Linked DNA regions of Triticum aestivum: region 1 is linked to region 2. Evidence: chromatin contacts called from public Hi-C data. All regions are on one chromosome and are shown on one strand. The core of a region is the stretch at or near the end of the contact, and the rest is flanking DNA. Distances in the headings are between cores, read along the strand shown.

Region 1 (3,225 bases), core at 246-2,745, 560 kb before region 2:
AAGCCTGGACACCAGACCCCCTATTTGGGCCGGCCCACGGTCGCGATGCTTTTTCTTATTTTTCCTGTTCCTTTCATTTCTTTTTTTCTGTTTGTATTTCTTTTCTTTTCTTCGTATTTATTTTTTTCTTTGTGTTTCTTTTTCGTGTATTATACACATTCCATTGCATATTTATATATCAAAATGTTCATCGTATACTTAAGAAAATGTTCATTGTGTACTTTAAAATTGTACAACACATATTCACAAAATGTTCAATCAGTATTTGAACATTGTTCAGCGTATGTCACCAAAATGTTCAATGTGTATTTAAATACTTGTTCAGCGTATATTATAAAATGCTTAGTGTGTATTTCAAAATTGTTCAGCGTATATCACAAAATGTCCAATGTATATTTATAAATTGTTCATCATTTGAAATTTGATTTATTGTTCATGTTTTGAATAAATGTTGACGTTTTTAAAAGTTTGATCAAATTTAGAAAAAACAATCACGATTTCAAACTCTATTTAAAAAATAAGATTCTTTTCATTTTCCCCAAGAAATGTTGAAAAGTTTGAAAAGAGAAACGAATTTTCAATTGATCAGGCGATGTAATTTTGTTCTTATAGTCGTGCGCCGGAAATCTATTACTAGAACACGTCAGGTCTATTGGTTTGGAAGAGCTATACACTAGTCGTAATTCACGAGTATACTTAAGAAAATGTTCATCGTATACTTAAGAAAATGTTCATTGTGTACTTTAAAATTGTACAACACATATTCACAAAATGTTCAATCAGTATTTGAACATTGTTCAGCGTATGTCACCAAAATGTTCAATGTGTATTTAAATACTTGTTCAGCGTATATTATAAAATGCTTAGTGTGTATTTCAAAATTGTTCAGCGTATATCACAAAATGTCCAATGTATATTTATAAATTGTTCATCATTTGAAATTTGATTTATTGTTCATGTTTTGAATAAATGTTGACGTTTTTAAAAGTTTGATCAAATTTAGAAAAAACAATCACGATTTCAAACTCTATTTAAAAAATAAGATTCTTTTCATTTTCCCCAAGAAATGTTGAAAAGTTTGAAAAGAGAAACGAATTTTCAATTGATCAGGCGATGTAATTTTGTTCTTATAGTCGTGCGCCGGAAATCTATTACTAGAACACGTCAGGTCTATTGGTTTGGAAGAGCTATACACTAGTCGTAATTCACGAGTTCCAGTTCTCTTGCTTGCGCAACAGTTTCCTGGTGACTTTTTTGTACGCTCGTTGATTTTGGTAGCTCTAACTGGGCCGGCCCGTTCGCGGTGCTGTTCAGCGAAGGCTCAACAGCCTGACGCTCGCGACCGTCAGCCCATTACCTCTTTATCTCACATTTTCACTACACATGCTCGGCTCGGGAGATTCGCGGTCCTGGCGCCTGCAGCGCCCCGCGCTGGGCCGGCCCACGAAACACGCACACCAGTGAACCCAAAAGGCTCGCAAAAGAAGGAAAAAAAACATTGGTCTCTGCAAGCTTCGAACTCACCACCTCCCGTTAGCGTGCAGGTGCAGCCAACCACACAAGCTACTTGTTGTTTGTGTTTAGTAACAGCGGTAAACATCTCTATTATTAAAGAAGGATCGAACGTCGTGATGGTTCAACCTCGATCGATGGTTCGACCTCGCCTTCGCTACCTCCACCTTATTCGACAAAAATCGCAGGAAATAGAACCCCACGTTCCATGGTAGCGAAAAAATCGAGATAACCCACACGTTCTCCACCTTCTCCCCGACCTGTCCATCTCATCTCCAGATCTCTTTGGCACAAACCTGAACGACCCGGCTCTCTCCTCTCCTCGCGACCGCGCGGCGCCCTCCCTCTCTAGGTTGGCCATAGCCCGAGCCCCCGGGCGACGACCGTCCGAGCCACTCTACCGTCATGGATTGAAGGAGGCAGCGGCGGGGGGCGGTGCGGATCCCATCTTACCCTCCACCGTCACGTATGAAAGGAAGCCATGGCAACCAGCTGTCCGAATCCAATCCTCCGCCTGGCAATTATGTGCGGCTCCTTCCGCCGGAGCTTCTCTGCACATGTACATTGTCTCGTCGGTCTCTTCATCCCTTCCGTCGGCACGCACCGGCGCTGCTGACCCGTGGTTGACCAGCAGCGGAGGCGTGTGTCAGGAGTCTCCAGCCGCTGCATGCTACATTATCAGGTTTGATCTTCTGTTAAATCTTGATCCCTTCAGTTTCCGTTTGGAATATTCCATTCTTGTTAGTGATCATCAGGGATGCCATCAGCCCTCATATCTGGACAGATATATGGGATTTTTCATCTGTGTGTGGTTCAATTGGCATATTATTAGCCATCTGATAAAATTGCCTAAAGGTGACCGCCGAATACCATCCCCTCACCGATGAGGCCTAGAAGATGGTTAAACTCTCACAAGGTGAACACCATGGGGTAAAGCTAGCTTATAATTTAGCGGCGGCGTGGTGTCATCATGGTCGGAGGAGGCAACTCATATGGGGATGCCAAGGTGATCAATCAGAATTCTATCGCTGCTGTTGCACAAAATATCTTTACAGCTGCTATTTTTTTAAATATCCCAAATACAGATTATTTTGTCAATGCAACAAAATGATCAATCTCAATCTGGGACAATGCATTACTCATGGTATACTTAATAATTAAGTGGAGTTCCAAAAGCGACGGTGATGGTTGTGCCACCACCAACAGCAGAGAAGAAAGAGGCGTGGCAGTGGTGGTGCAAAAAGAGCGATAGAGAAGTGGGAGGAAACTAAGTAGCGGCATTGGTGTAAGGAGTAAGGAAGAAGGGGAGAGCATGGAGAGCAAGATGAGGTTCTGGGGAAATGCGACAGGGTAGTCGCTCCCTAAGCCTATCGGCATGACCCAATTCACTCCAATTTTTTTCCAGGTTCAGTTTTGTTAGCATTGGTATTCACATTCTACTATTCAGAGAAAAATATATTCATTATTACAGGATGGAAGTTATCTGTACTTTTGTTTTGTACATTTTTACAGCTATACCTTTTTTAATGCCATTATGGCTTTTTTACAGCTATGCCTTACTGGAAGTGAGCCAGGCCCTTGAAAAAAACTCACGGTAGTCACTTCGTTCAGTAACATTTTTGCATGTATAGCATGTAGGTTTCATTCACATCTAGCAAAAGACTCTCCAGACAACGGAGGTTTGCTTTGTAGACTTTATTTTCTAATACAGTC
Region 2 (3,315 bases), core at 107-2,606:
CACTTCTCGTCTAATGGTCTTCCTTTGCCTGCCTCTTTGTGGTTTTTGACTTTGTAATCTGTCCTTGTGAGACGATGAAGAACCAATTAGCCAGTGCGTTAATTAGGACGCTAATTAAGTGCAGTGCAAGACGACGTCATTCGGGGTATGGCCAAACCGAGCTCAACAAAAAAGTCTCAAACACAACTAGACGCACATGGAACCAAGCCCAAACTTTGCCGACACGGCCTTTAATCTAGACTCACCGGAGCCGGTCAATCAAAATATTTAAAGTAAACAACCCTTTGGTGTATGCTGGCAGGCATGAAACTACACGGACGCCCCCCTCGTTATTTTTCCTAGAGAGAGAAAGAAGAAACAAGAAAGAAAAAGGGAGGCCACTAGCAGCTGCGTACGTACTCCTGCACTCCACAGCCAGCAGCCAAGAGATCCGGAGAAAGGGACAGCGGAAGGAAGGTTCGGCCCAGCTTCGTTCCTCGATCTTGAAAGTGAGCACCATCGTCGCTAGCTGCACGTAGCAGCAGCGTGACTTGGCACCCATCCGCTCCGACGACGCAAGCGAGCGACGACCACCACATCCGAAACCGGCGAAACACGCGGCCAACGCGCCGCCCCCAAAATGTCTGTCCCGTCTAACGTGCGTACGCAACAACTGTACGTGCTCGATCACGATCGCTCGCCCCCTTTTCGACCGTCCCGCTCCCGCCGCGGCGAGTGCGATACGAGGGCCGTCGAGAGCCGTCGCCGTCGGGGAGACACCTGTCGCCGGCCGGAGCGGGCTAGCCCCGGAGCGCCATCTGGCCGGCCGGGCATAGTCCACGTGGAGCGTACGGAACCCGATCGCCCAGGTGTTCGCGGCAAGGATTCAGCCGCGACGCAACTGTCCTGCCTCCGCGCGTGTGTCGTCGTCGTCAGGACCGGTCGGTCGGTCGAGTACGGGTACGGCACCGGGCGTCGACCCGTGAGATATGCGATGCGAACGCGCAAGTCACCTCTGTCCGTCGTCGAGCAGCGACTCGGGGAAATGCACCGAATTCGGCACGTGGTTTTCGGTCTTGGCTGGGATTGCATAGGCTAAACTCGTTTATGCTCTACGACTACGAGTGATATTTCCGCATTTCCACCGTCGGCCGTGCCCGAGCTTATCCGAAACTCAAGTGCACGTGTGCTCTGTGCTGCTGCCGTGGCATGGCGCTGGAGGAAGCTCGGGCCGGGCACCTGGAGAAGGAGAAAGAAACTTCACTCGGTTTTCGTGCGGGGACCTTTAAAGATTTTCGTTACGTGCACTTCGAGCTACGAGCTTCTAGAAGGGCCCGGAGATCGACAAGAGCAGGATTTGTGTGTCGTGTTGCTGCTTCCGAGCTGCAGCTCAGACCATACCAAGAAGTTTCCACCATGATCGACTTTTTTCTGGCGAAGATCACATGCCTGATGGCCTCCACGAAAATGGCACAGTAGATTATAAGCACCACCTGTTTGACGCAGGAGTAATGCCAAAATGCCTTTTTAGTGAAACGTCAAAATCACTTTTTTTTCTCCGAGAGAGGATCAAAGTCGCTTCTTTAATATTTCCCAAATCATGACCTTCTAAACTTCGCAAGGGTGCCAGCAGGTGCGGGGGGGCATGCATCAGCATATTCTCCTAGAGCTCTTAATCTTGTTGTGATCCGAAAAACTGTGCCGGCGGAAATTGACTGAAAACTGGATGCAAATTTGAAACGCACTCAATATGAGACAAATATACTCTGTTCAACTGTTATTCTACGTCGCTGTTCATGTGCGTGCGGTGCATCATCTCGTTCGGTTCGATACTTTCTTTATTGTCCAACTCTATTTGAGCCGTCCATTCACTTGCTCTAATCAGAGGTTTCAGTACTCCTCTCTTTCGTGTCATATGTGTTTTTCCTTTCAATCTTTTGATCGTCTTTTTTCTCTATTTATTTTTCTATCATGGAATTATTTTGGTCGACCTGATGTCATTTGATCATTTTGTCCTGTTCTGCTGCTCCACAAGTTCATGCCATCGTATTCCCATCACAAATTGTTGTAGTCTTTTTTGCTAACCTTTTCTTTCCCTGTGATACATATGTCGCCTTTGAAATATTTTTCATTCCATTCATTTTTTTTCTTTACATATACCATTACGATTACAAGTTGGCTCTCACGTGCACATGGCAGAACAGCCGAACTTCCTCGCCGGTCCATTCTCTCTGGATCAGTACACCAATAAGTTGGCCCTCACGTGCACTACATATACTGCAATTCGGGTTCATTTGTAAGGGGCATAGCGCGCACACAACTAGGTGGTGCGGTTTTACTTTTTTTTTTAATAATTGTTTTGCAAAATTATCACTTGTTGCACATCTACCCCTCACACACAATTGCATGTACTGCACCTCGGGTGCAATTGCAAGGGGGCATAACATGCGCGCAACTAGGGGTGTGGTTCTACATTTATCTAGTTTTCTTTTTGCAAAATTACCAACAATTGCATGTCTATCCCTTATGTGCACTCCACGAGCGACGACCCCCATGCAAATACTTTAATATATATTTTTGAAAATCTAATATTTTAAAAATGCTCTAATAATTTTGTGTTTTCTAAAAATATCAGAAGGTATACATAAATATTTGTAAATTTTTCTGAATTTATAAAACAAATGAATATTTTTTTAAAATTTTATGAACATATTTAGTTGTATTTAACATTTTATACTTTGATAATAAAACCGAGTGGTCTTTTCAGTAGATTTTCTCTCTTTAGAGTGAACGGGGGTGGGTCTGTGTCTCGTTCGCAGCGTGACACAAGCTAGTCTTGCCTCAAGACGCCCTAATTGGGCCTACCCAAAATCATGAAGGTACACGTATATTATCTGTTCATTTTTTCCGTTTTCTTTTTCCTTTTTTTTTATTTTTTCTAAACAATGTAAAAAGAACTGGCGTCGTTGCTACTGTAACGGGCTGTGCTAGTAGCTCCCTCACGAGAGGAGAGACGGTGCTCCGTCTAGCAAGGAGCGAGAAACAGCGCAGGGCAGCACGCATCTATTTCTTCTTCTACGATATTTTATCAGGTTTTCACTGTTTTCAATCGGTTTTCTTCAGGGCTTCTCTAGTGGTCTTTGATTTTCTTTTCCCATATTTGTTCAGTTTTCGTCTGTTCACTCTGTTTCTTTCTTCAGTTTTCACCAGTATTCTTTAGATTTCTTCGACACATGTCTAATTTTTCATACACGTTGTAAATTTTCTTATACATCATAGACATTTTTCTATACACGTTTAACATTTCACAAATACAACATCTGATAGTGTCAAAAA

What was found. Hi-C and Micro-C count contacts between places; a contact is called where the count stands out from the background.
Region 1: a contact with region 2 is called in a Hi-C map of leaf, with 6 times the contacts expected there. The contact joins two enhancer-like sites. A contact is called at or near these places in 2 of 5 Hi-C or Micro-C datasets (both in leaf).

The regions. Positions count from the first base shown.
Region 1 is chr6A:210,315,466-210,318,690 of IWGSC CS RefSeq v2.1, reverse strand. No RefSeq gene overlaps it. Among protein-coding and RNA genes, the nearest start is that of LOC123130565, 65 kb to the right of the region's middle. Within about 2 kb of position 1,495, at least 8 of the 8 cell types and tissues checked have an H3K27ac peak or open chromatin away from gene starts, as enhancers often do. A contact at or near this core is called in leaf, where this site is marked.
Region 2 is chr6A:209,751,807-209,755,121 of IWGSC CS RefSeq v2.1, reverse strand. No RefSeq gene overlaps it. Among protein-coding and RNA genes, the nearest start is that of LOC123130565, 500 kb to the left of the region's middle. Within about 2 kb of position 1,356, at least 4 of the 8 cell types and tissues checked have an H3K27ac peak or open chromatin away from gene starts, as enhancers often do. A contact at or near this core is called in leaf, where this site is marked.